Regions from separate parts of the Anas platyrhynchos genome. Here regions 2 and 3 are each linked to region 1. The links are chromatin contacts, called in public Hi-C maps. All regions are on one chromosome and are shown on one strand. Each heading gives the region's core, a stretch centred on a gene start, on an enhancer-like site or on the middle of the called end of the contact. The rest is flanking DNA. Distances are from core to core; before and after follow the strand shown. Region 1 holds the start of KDM4C (lysine demethylase 4C). Region 2 has its middle 20 kb from the start of UHRF2. Region 3 holds the start of UHRF2 (ubiquitin like with PHD and ring finger domains 2).

What was found. A called contact is a pair of places that touch in the nucleus more often than the background predicts.
Region 2: a Hi-C map of skeletal muscle shows a contact between it and region 1, with 7 times the contacts expected there. The contact joins the enhancer-like site here to the promoter of KDM4C in region 1. A contact is called at or near these places in 4 of 8 Hi-C or Micro-C datasets (liver, skeletal muscle and subcutaneous adipose tissue).
Region 3: a contact with region 1 is called in a Hi-C map of subcutaneous adipose tissue, with 2.8 times the contacts expected there. The contact joins the promoter of UHRF2 here to the promoter of KDM4C in region 1. A contact is called at or near these places in 3 of 8 Hi-C or Micro-C datasets (liver, skeletal muscle and subcutaneous adipose tissue).

What each region holds. Positions count from the first base shown.
Region 1 is chrZ:30,783,971-30,787,905 of IASCAAS_PekinDuck_T2T, reverse strand. It overlaps KDM4C (lysine demethylase 4C), which reads right to left and starts at 2,180. Exons shown (of 20, transcript XM_072030962.1): 1 at 2,033-2,180.
Region 2 is chrZ:30,601,904-30,605,838 of IASCAAS_PekinDuck_T2T, reverse strand. No RefSeq gene overlaps it. Among named protein-coding and RNA genes, the nearest start is that of UHRF2, 20 kb to the left of the region's middle. Within about 2 kb of position 1,773, at least 1 of the 8 cell types and tissues checked has an H3K27ac peak or open chromatin away from gene starts, as enhancers often do.
Region 3 is chrZ:30,621,904-30,625,838 of IASCAAS_PekinDuck_T2T, reverse strand. It overlaps UHRF2 (ubiquitin like with PHD and ring finger domains 2), which reads right to left and starts at 1,788. Exons shown (of 16, transcript XM_038169765.2): 1 at 1,197-1,788. The coding sequence starts at 1,349.

The DNA.
Region 1 (3,935 bases), core at 931-3,430:
AGTATAAAACACTGCATTTCTTTAAAATATCTTAATCATTAGTCAGTCTCTGAATCCAAATGAAAGCCAATAAAATAATTCAAAAATAGCGCTCATTTGTTTTGAAATATGAAATATTTAAATAGCAAGTTACCTTGGAAGTTGTTTCCACTAGATTTGAATTAAAATCTTAGAATATTCATTACAGCAAGATGTGTTATACTTGAAGCTCCGTGTACACTGAAAATGTGTTTGAAAAGCCTGTACTTTCAGGATGGGGGAGACTAGGACCTTCATAAAACTAACCTAAACAAAACCATATGCCTCATTCAGCATTATACTGAAGAAACACACTCTAGCAAACGACACCTATAGAAAAAAGCAGAAGTTTCTAAGTAAGTTAACTGCGGTACTTAGTAGTCCAATCAAGTGCCATTCGAACTGAGAAAGTCCTAAATATACCGAATCCCCTTGTTTTTAGTTAGATGTTAAGTCGCAGATTTTCTTTTTCCTGCATAATTACTGGGCTAGCCCGTAATAGCTTAGGGAGATTATCATAATTAGTACTTGACAACGTAATTTTCTGAACTGAATGCATTACGGTGGTAACTGTACATTTAGATTTGGTGTAAAATCATTTACCTTGTTTTAAAAAAAAAAAGTTTAAAAAAGTAACTACAAAATTCTGTACTCAACAGTCAACAAAAACTGAGGCTTATAAATTACAAGACCTGACTTCTTTTTCCTATTCTGCCATACTCACCACAGAAATTCAGAGATCAAATCAAAGCGTTTTTTTTTTGTTTGCTTGTGTTTTTTTTAAGTAGACAATTACCAAATAAAGGTTATTCCCTTACACACATTGGCTCTAATCCTGATTCAGCTGCTATTCAGTCACATCCACTTATCCAGATAAGACATATTGTTTCCTGCATTGGTCCCAAGAAAGGAAATTCCTCTTACAGGCACCCATACCCTCACTTCAGCAAAAGGCAACCATCAAACAACCTGCTAACCATCTAACAACCGAGAAATCAGCACCACCCCGAAGCTGAGGGTAAGATAAGCATGACTGGCAGCAGCTCAGTAGTCGTAGTTCAGTGCAGCCTCACTGCAGGTAGTGAAAAGCAAATCGTGCTGGTGTTTCCCCAGCCTCGTGTTTGGAAGGCACTCCTGAGAGGTGTGGCGGTGCTCCCAGCTGGCTGCTGCACTTCCAGGCAGAATGGGGTAAGGCCCAAGATGCATTTTTACATCCATGCATGATGACCACAGCCAGCAGCACGCCCTCGGTTCATTAAACGTGGAGCACCGCAGGGTGACAAAAGTTATGCTGCACTGGGCTGCTGTTAAGTTTTTTTCTTATGGGAAGCGTTTTAGCTTAAAAAAAAAAACTTCTATTTTAGTAACCACCAGGAAACTTCTGTTGCTGCTGTCACTAGTGTCTCGGAAAGGGGGGGGGGGGGGAAGAGAGGTGTAAAACTACATTTCAACAGCACCGAAAGCACACCCTGCTCGCTCTGGGAGGCAGCGGGAGGATTTTTAAGCCGCAGGGACAGGACTGTCCCCCCGGCTCCGCATAAACAAAGGCACGAGGCCGGCTCCCCGCAGCGAGGCAGGCAGCGCCCCGGGGGCAGCGACTCGCACTTCCCACTCGGGGCTCCGGGTCAGGGGCAGCGGGGAGGGAGGGAAGGAGGAAGGAAAGGAAGGGAAGGAAGGGAGGGAGAGAGAGGGCCGGCCCGGGGGAGCCACGCAGCGCGGTGCCGGGTGGCTGGCGGCGGGCAGGTGGTGCTGAAGCCGAGGCTCGCCCCCCCCGGGCTGTGCTCGCACGCCGCGCGGCTGCCGGGCGCCCCAGCTGCGCGCAGAGATGAATGAACCGCACGCCCCGCGCCCGGCCCTCCCCCTGCCCGCCCCGGCACCCCCAGCCCCGCACCGCCGCCACCGCCACCACCACCTGCCCGGCCCGCTCCGCTCCGCTCCGCCCCGCTCCGCCGCGGCCCGCTCCCAGCCCCCAGCTCCCCCCGAGCCGCGCCCCGGCCCCGCAGCCCCACGGCACCTGCCCGGGGTGGGCGCTGGGACGGGCGCGCCGCGGGTGCCGCTGCCGCCGGCCGGACGCACGGCGCTCCCCCGCCCCCTCCCTCTCCTCCCTGCCCTCCCCTCCCCTCGCTGCGCCCGGCTCCTCCCCTCCCCGCCCGGGACGTCTCGTTCCGTGCGCGGATGACAGCTGCGCACTGCGCATGCGCGCGGCGCCCGCACGCCCCGAGGGGAGGGGAGGGGAAGAGAGGAGGACCGGAGTGGGGAGGGGAGGGGGGGGCGAGCGCGTGACGGAGCACGGCGCTGACGTCACGCGGCCGGCAGCGGTGCTGTGCCCGGGGCCCGGCGGGGTCACGTGGTTCCTACCTCACCCCGCAGCCCCCGCATCTGGATGGGGGGGGCAGAGTGTCCCTCACTATATGATATAAACACCTCTGCGGGAGGACACCGGCCTTCCTCAAAAGTTACGTAGAGCAGTGTCTCACCTGTGTTCCAGCAGCACAGTGCTCTCACAGAATCACTAAGTTTGGACCAGCCGTCCCGTTTCGTCTGGTCCAACCACCACCCCACCACACGCTGAACCATGTCCCTCACTGCCTCAGCCTACCTTCCCTTAAACGCCCCCGAGGGACACTGACTCCACCACCTCCCTGGGCAATCCCTTCCAATGCCCACTCTTTCTGGAGTGAAATGCTCACTCTTTCTGGGGTGCAATTTTTCCCATTTCCAACTATGAAATTAGAAATTTCCAACTCACTGATCACTTTCTTTACTTTAATGGGCTCATCTTAAAGTACCCATGAGTTTGCTGATGTTCTAGGGCATGAGGAATATTTTTTATCATACTGAGGCTTAAGCAATCTTTTCTGCACTTTCTTCCTGCCTTTTCGTGTTTCGGGCTGTGCATTTAGGTTAGTGTTGGCTAGTAACAAAAACACTACTTATGTGACCACAAACACTGAGAAATAAAGGATGAATCTCCTAAATTCCCTTCCTTTTGCTTTAAGTTGTGAGCTCAATATCTGGACAGCACAAGCTTCTGAAATTATACTATAGGCTTCCCTAGCCCTTTGGACTTGGTACAAAGACCTGAATTTCTGGGTCAGCCATATCAAGTATGAGTGTTTGAGTTAATTATGCTACCAAAAAGATGTTCCAGGAAACCAAACCACAAAAGTGGCCTTTCTGCTGTATGATAGTTTACACAGTACATGTCTTCCACCCCGTTTGGCTGATGCTGGAAGCCACTTCTGTTTGAATAGTAATTTTCTACTCAAGGAAGTTACAAGCTTGTCTTCCATGACTTCTCTGTGACCCGTTCTCATGGGGATTTTTTTTTCTTCTTAATGTAATCCAAAATTCCTATATTGTTTGTCTTGGCCTATCATTATGTATTTCCAAGGAGAGCATGGCTCCGCCTTTTCTGTGCTCTCTCTCTAGGCAAAGGTGGACTGCTGTCCACCTGCCAACATCACTCCGAAGCCTTGTCCTCTTCAAGCCCCCTCAGTCTCTCCTCACATGTCATATTCACTAGCCCTGGATGATCTTGCCACCTTCCTCAGCACTTGTTCAAGTATGCCAATGTCTTTCACCTACTGGGAAGCCCAGAGCTGGCACAGCATGGTATTCCACGCAACTAGTTCCGAAAACACCATATTTGTTCCTGAATGTAGGTTACTTCTACACTGTGCCGGAACAATACCAGGAAACCTTTTCAGAATTGTAAACAATGTGTTTGCTTAATATGTCAGTAGCACAACTATCTAAAGACACGGCCGGTTTTGACGCAGAAAGTTCCCTGGAAGAATTCCGCTGCAATACTATCTAAAAGACATGAGATGGCAGCAAACACCAGGAAGTAAAGTAATTCAAGCCCAAAGCAGAGGAGCTGATTTTGCCGTGCTCCTGGAGTGCCGGTTGCTGCC
Region 2 (3,935 bases), core at 524-3,023, 180 kb after region 1:
CATATTGTCTTTTTTCCCATAAAAATACTAGAACCTGTCCTGCCATTAAGACAACAGGACCAAAGCATGAGATATACACAGTTCAGTGTGTAGCTAGTGTACTGACACTTAGATTTCCAGATGGTTTATAATGAAGACATGATGTGTCTTTATTTCTAAATTGTCACTTCAAAGCTATTAAAGCCTTAAATGTCTTTTGAGTAATCAAGAGGAAAGCTGCATAAAGTGAGCTCATTTTTCCCTGTCACCTATTAAAAAATCTACTGTAACAGACTTAAATGTATCTTTGTTAAATTTTATAGCTAAAATTAAAGTGAAATAGGATTAAAGAAATAGAAATATGTCTAATAATATGAAACACATTAAATGTGCTTGCACATAATCAACTAGCTGTTTTATTATAAACCTTTTCTTTGTTATGTCTCAGCAAGGAAGATTGTGGCAGGGCCTTGAACATACCAGAGGGCTCTAATTCCCATGAGAAGCCTGTAACCATCTCTCTCTGAAGCTCCCCTCTGCAATCTTTTCCTCTCATTGAGTGCTTGGCTGCTTTCATTTAAGGTCAGCTCATTTTCTCAAGCAGAGCAGAAAACTCTTGCTGCTCATTGGAGGGTTATCAGCCATTTCTTCTTCCAAATATCTATATTATTAGTGCCTCAAAATTGCATCTTCGTTTTTTAATTAAAAGTAAATTTATATTCCAGCAAGTTCTTTTGTAGGTCTCACAATCAAGTCAACCTAAATGATTCGATCAAGATCTTTCTGAGTAAAGGACTCGTGATAAAGCTTTGCAGTAAGTTCTTAGCCTCTCTGAAACTGAAAGCTGCATTTGACAGGAGAGATCAGGTTTACTTCAATAGTGTTTGCCTGAATAGATTATAATTAGAACACTGATGAACACTAATGTGATCCGTTGCCTTCTGAAAAGCATTTGTGAATCTTGTGTTAAACTATCCAGTTCTCTGGTGTCTGAATTTTTTATATCTTAACTTCTGCGTTACAGCAAAGGTAGACATTTTACTGGCTTTAAGCTTTTTCTGACAACTATAATCTGTGAAACCTTGTAGTACAATGTTGGCAAGTCCATGTCCATGGTTAAAAGTTATTAAAGTTTAATAAGTTAATTAACTTAATAAAATCTTTATTTAGATTTCTGTCGCGCACATACACATAAGCACTCTATATCATCTCATCCATTAATAATAAGTTACAAAAAGCACTCAGGTTAGAGTAATTTCAAGCTTCCTATCCACAAGTTGTTACATTTCATTTAGGGAAAAACACACAAAAAAAAATTCATTTCAGTTTTGAAAAAATCAGTAAATACTAAAAGGTCAAACTCGATCCTGATTAATACATTTGCAAGGCACTTAGCTTTGTTTTGCAGTTCATATCTAAAGTGTTCACACTCTGGCAGGTATGGAAAATATGTTGGTATCTTACTTTATTCTCATATTTTTTAGTGATGATAATGTGCATGGATGTCAGACATACCACAAAGCTGCCATTACCACAACACTGAAGGGATGTGTATAGGGCTGGGAAACACGATTTAGAGTTCTGGCTATGCCATTTGTAATTACTTGGTTTTGGCAAATCCTTGCTCTGTCTAAATTTCTCTGCTCAAAACGTACACAATCAAAGTTGCATTCACCTTTACTGCATGTAAATATTTTACGTAATTCTGACATTATAAAGCACTTTGGGAAGGCAAAGTGCTATTGCAGGCTATAGCAATGCAAGCTGCATCAATCTTTACAATACCACACCTTCAAACATTTTGCTTATTGATGGTTCTGTGATATGGAATGAGTAGAAAAAGCACAGTGGTTTTCCACCTGGTCTGCATGTTTGAAGTATGATGTGTATCTGTAGTGGGTTAACCTTTGCTGACCAGCAGGTGCCCACCCAGCTGCTCTCTTACTCCTCCTCCTCAACAGGATAGGGGGAGAAAATAAGAAGAAAATATCATAGATCAATGTAGAGACATTTAGGTTGGAAAGACCTCTAAGATCATCAAGGCCAATCACTGACCTAGCACTGCCAAGTCTACCACTACGTGTCCCTAAGCACCGTATCTACATGTCTTTGGAATACCTCCAGGGATGGTGACTCAACTACTTCCCTGGGCAGCCTGTTCCAATGCTTCACAACCCTTTCAGTGAAGACATTTTTCCTAATATCCAACCTAAACCTCTCTTGGTGTAACTTTAGGCCATCTCATATACAGAAATAGAGAAGACTCACATAAGGACAGGCTGATGATTTACCAGCTACTGTCATAGCCAAAACAGACTTGATTTGGGGAGCATAAATAACTTATTTCCAATTAGTAACAAAGTAGAACAGTGAGAAATAAATACAAAACTAAAACCACCTTTCCCCCAACCCTACCTTCTTCAAAGGCCCAACTCTACTCCTGATTTTTTCACCTCCACCTCCCAGTGCAGGGGATGGGCAATGGGCATTGCAGTCAGTCCGTAATGCTTTGTGCTGTTCCTTCATCGTCATGCTCATTCCCCTCCTGCAGCATACAGTCCTTCACAAACTGCTCCACTGTTTTTTGTAAACTCTGGATTCAACAAACATTGAGCAATCATCCCTGTTTGCTATCAGACTTGTTTAAATGATAGCTAATTGATAAGAATAAATACTGTCCAGATGTTGAAATGCTTCTTGACTTTTTGTCAAATGTTCTTTACAGGCATAGCTGGTTGCTACCATGTCAATAATGTGGTTTTGGAAAATAATTCACTGCAAAAACACCTCAGTATGACATGATTAAATATTGAATATACCAATATTGGAATCAGTATTATCTAAGATCTTTGATGGTGACAAGGATGGTGACCGTGGGATTGAGTGCATGCACAGCAAATTTGCAGATGACACCAAGCTGTGTGGTGTGGTTGACACACTGGAGGGAAGGGATGGCATCCAGAGAGATCTGAACAGGCCTGAGAGGTGGGCCTGTGCATATCTCGTGAGGTTCAGAAAGGCCAAGTACAAAGGCCCTGCACCTGGGCTGGGGCAATGCCAAACATGAATACAGGCTGATGAATGGATAGAGAGCAGTCTTGAAGAGAAGGGCTTGATGATACTGGTTGATGAGACGCTCAAAGTGAGGTGGCAGTAACCATGTTATGGGCTGCATCAAAAGCAGCCTGGCCTGCAGGGACAGGGAGGTAATTCTCCCCCTCTACTCTGCTTCTTGTGAGACTCCTGCATTCAGCTCTGGGGCCCCCAGCACAAGAAGGACATAGAAATACTAGAACAAGTTGGAGGAGGTTTCACAAAGATGATAAAGGGATTGGAGAATCTCTGCTATGAAGACAGACTGAGGGAGTTTGAGTTGTTCAGCCTGGAGAAGAGAAGACTCCAGGGAGACCTTAGAGTGGCCTTTTAATACCTAAAAGAGGCCTAAATGAAAGATGAGGAATGTAGTGACAGGACAATGCATACTCATTTTGAAGGGAAAGAGGGTAGATTCAGTTCAGTTATAAGAAATTCTTCACTCAGAAGGTGGTGAGGCACTGGAGCAGGCTGCCCAGAGAAGCTGTGGATGCACTGTCCCTGGAGGTGTTCAAGGCCAGGCTGGATGGGGCTTTGGGCAACCTGGTCTGGTGGGAGGTGTCCCTGCCCATGGCAGGGGGTTTTGGAATTAGATGATCCCTTAAAAAAAACAAAAAACTTCTGTGATTCTATGATTAATCTCTCTACTCATAAGTTTCCAAACTCACAAGAGAGTTTTGAGGCTTGATAGTGATGCTTAGTCATCAGCAAACATTGCCTAGCTATAGCTAAAAAAAAAACAACAAAAAAAAACAACGTATTTTGATAAGCCACTTAGAGAGTTAACATGATATCTTCTACAGAGCTAAAGCCTGTGAACAAAAGGCAATAGATTTAGTTTTTGTCATGTCTGAGCACATACC
Region 3 (3,935 bases), core at 539-3,038, 160 kb after region 1:
CCCTTTTAAGAAAGGCATTTGTGGATGATAAGTGTTCAAGCTGGTTAGCCTGACCACTCATGGACTACACAGAGAAGCACAATTCGTTAGAGGCTCATCTTCCCCTCTCCTCAGGTAAGCTTTTTCAGTGCAGGGCCTGGTGCGGAAGGCAGAGATACACTGGTGCAGCACAAACGTAAGCGAGTTACACAACTTCAAGACCGATGTGCCTCGGCTCGGCCCCTCCGGCGGGGCGGGGGAGGGGGGGGAGTGCTGCCTGTAGCGGTTTGGGGCCGTTACAGGTCCCCACACACACGCTCGCTCCGTTAGACAAAGTACCGGCTCCTCACGGGGCGCGCTCCAGAAGGCAGGCTCCGCACCTTCACGGCGAAGGGAGATTGTCAGCCACTCGTTACTTTTTGTTCCTACAGCCACACACCGGCCGCAGGGCACCGACCCCAGGGCCAGGAGCCGCTCCGGGCAGCCCTCCCTTAACCACCCCCCCCCCTCCTTCCCCTCCCCTCCCCTCAGCGGGGGCCGCGCCGGCTCCGGCCCGCGCAAAGTAACGGCCGCCGGGCACCCCCCGTCACGGCCGCGCGGCCACGTGACGCGCCCCGCGGGGAGGGGCGCGCAACGGCCGGGCACCGAGAACCGTTAATCCGCCGCGGGGAGGGGCCGGCCGGGCGCTGACGGGACGGCAGCGGTGGGGGCGGCAGGCGGGGAGGGGGGGGTTAAAGGGGGGGGGGGGGGGCCGCCCGCCGCGGGGCCGTGCCCGCGTCCTCCCCGCTCCGTCCCCGTCCCCGCCTGCCCGGCGCTGGGGCCGGCCGCTGGCCCTGCGAGCCCCGCGGTGGCGGCCCGGCCCTGTCAGCGAGGTGCGGCGGGGACGGCGGGCGGGGGAGGAGCCTCCCGCGGCTCAGGTGGGAAAACAAACACACAAAGGGGGGCTCGCCGGCACCCGCCCGGCCTTGGGGGGGGTGGAACAGCACCAAAAATAAATTTTAAAAAATAAAATAAATAAATAAAGCGTTAAAAAATAAAAATAACGGGAGCCACACCAACGCGCCGCGCGCCTCGGGGCGTCCTGTCAGGCCGGGCTCCCGCCCGCAGGCCCGGCGGGACGGGGGGCGAACAAAAGCCGGGGGAGGGCGCGGGGTCCCGGCCCCCGGCCGCACAAAGAGCCCCCGGCCGGCGGGGGGTTGGGGGCGGCTGCGCCTCACCTGCTTGCCCCGGTAGAAGAGGCGCTGCCGGTCGGGGCTGACGCGGAAGGTCTCCTGGATCTTCTCCCGCAGGCACTCGATCTTGGTCAGGCGGCTCAGGTCGTCGATGGTCTGCGTCTCGGTGCCGTCGATGGTGCGCACCTGGATCCACATGGTGCGCTGCGCGCCGGGCGGCGCCGGGGGCTCGCTCGCTCTCTCCCGCGCTCGGCGGCGGAGGCTGAGGAGGCAGCGGCGGCGGGGGCCGGGCGCTCCCCCCGCCCTTTGTTCGGGGCGGCGGGGCTGAGTCCCGCCGGGCTCCCCGCGAGGCTCCCCGCCCGCCGGGCCGCCGCTCGGAGGGGCTCGGAGGGGCGCGGCGAGGCGAGGCGCGGCGACCCCCTCCGCCCCCCGCTGGGCCGCGCCGCGGGGCCCCGGAGGCGAGGCGAGGCGGGGCGGGGCGGGGCGCGGCGGGGCGGGGCGGGGGCAGGCGGGAAGGGGCCGCGGCCCTGCGGCTCTAACGGGCGCCGGCGGGAGCCATCCCGCAGCCCGGGCAGTGTTTACCAGGCGCCGCCGCTCTCACATGGAGGTCACGGCGCCAACGCCGATCTCGCGAGAGCCGCCGGCCGCGGCCGCACGGAGACAACAACACCGGGGCGGGGGCGGGGGCGGGGGCGGGTGGAGGAGGGGGCGTGGCGCCGCGCGCTCCCCTCGCCCCCCCCCTCACCCCTCCCCTTCTCGCGCGCCCCGCCCCCTGCCTGCGTTGTTGGGGGGGGGGGGGGGCCGGGTTGGCGCGCGCCGGGGAAGCGACCGTTAGCGTCGCCATGGCGGCGGGCCCGCCCCTGCCCGCGGGCGGCGTGAGGCGGCTGCGAGCCCGATCCCGATCCCGATCCCGGCGTGTGGCTGAGCCCGCAGCGCAGGGCGAGCCCCCGGGGGTGCCGCGGGGTTAGAGGGGGGGGCGTGCGGCCGGGGCCAGAAGCAGCGAATCGCGGTTTTTTGCCCCAGGGCAGATGTGGGGCGGGCTGGGTGCGCGCTCCGCAGCTGTGCGATCCCACAGCCCGGCGTGAGGGGAGCCCGGATTTGCCACGCTGCTGTGGGTGAGCCCTGGCAGGCAGCGGCACCCCGCAGAGCCGCTCGCTCGCTGCCTGCCAGCTGGGTGGGGCGAGAGTGTGAAAACCCGTGGGTTGAGATAAAGGCGGATTAATAAGGTAACGCAGGAGCCGCACGTGCAAGCAAAGCGAAATTAAGTCGCTGCCTCCCGTTGGCAGGCAGATGTGCAGCCACTTCCAAGAAAACAGGGCTCCGTCTCGGCGGTGCGGTTACTTGGAAGACAAACAACACCGCTCTGAGTGCCGCTGCTCCGTGCTTTCCGCCAGCTTTTATTGCTGAGCGCGGCATCGTGTGGCACGGAACATCCTCTGGGCCAGTTTGGCCCAGCTGTCCTGGCGCTGTCCCCCCCCTCGCTTCCTGTGCACCCCCGGCCTCCTCGCTGAAGGAGGCACGGCGGGAAACAAAGAAGGCCTTGACTCTATGGGAGCGCTGCTTGGCAGCAACTGGAAGGTGGGTACCTACCAACACTGCTACAGTCACAAATCCAAAACACTGCACTATAGGAGCTCCTGTGAAGAAACTTACCACGGCCCAAAACAGTACATGTGCACACTGGTAAAATGGTCCTACAGAAATCAATCTGATACAGAGCTCGGGAGAAACCAGGAAATGGGCTGATGGGTGCCCTTTGGAGGAATTCAGAGCATTGTTACTGCCTAAGTTTAAGGCTTAGGCAACTTGATTAAGATACACGCTTACAAAGTCCAGATGACACCTTTGTAGTTTTGTGGCTTTTTTATACTGTATCTTCTAAATATCACTGACATGGCACTGAGTCAGGAAGAGGAACAGATCACAGCCAACATTTATTAGAACATCTTTAATCAATTAGACTTCTTATTAATAGCAGAAAGCTGTTTGCACAGCACATGCCCACACAGTACGCCACGTGGTGGCTACCCAGCCCCAGCAGCTCACTGCGGAGCAGAGGGGCCTCCCCTGCTTCGGAGGGTCCCTCCCGGGTCCCCTCCTTCAGCAGGTGCCCACACACATGCTGCCCTGCAGCCATCGCCCGCCAACAGCAGCTGCTGCCCTCCAGGCTGTGGCTGTGGTGTGGTTTATGTGACCCACAGTGGGTGCCAGGGGCTGCTGGAGGCTGTGGGCAGGGCCGGCACCTCCGTGGTATCCCGGCTTTAAAATGTGCTCCAAACATGGCTGTCAGTTCCTGGGAGGCTTCCAGAAGTTCCCTCCCAGCTTGTATTTCCTCTCTCACCGTCCTGCTGTTGTCTGGTAACTACTTCTCCATCCGCAACCAGAGCAGCCCATACAGCCCATTCACAGAAACACAGATTTTGTGACATTTTTTATGGTTGCAAAGATTCCTCTTCTGCACATTCAGCTTTGAGAATTCTCACTGCTGTTCTGAACGAGCTTCTTCAGTCTTGAGTATGTGCAAAGGCAGCTGAAACAAAACTTTCTTAATTGTTCTGAAAATCCCTTCCTTTCATTTTTATCCTTGCTAGTGCCTCTCTGTTTCTGTGATAGCATACAATTTTCTTTACTTGTCACCACAATGCCAAATTGCCAAATTGCCCTTTACACAAAACCAGAATTTGGTTTATAGTTTGTGGTTGTAATGCAGGCTCAGACTCAACTGATGAAGGACATGCAATCTTTTTGAATCTTTTGGCCCCAACCTTCTTGAATTCCCTGAAA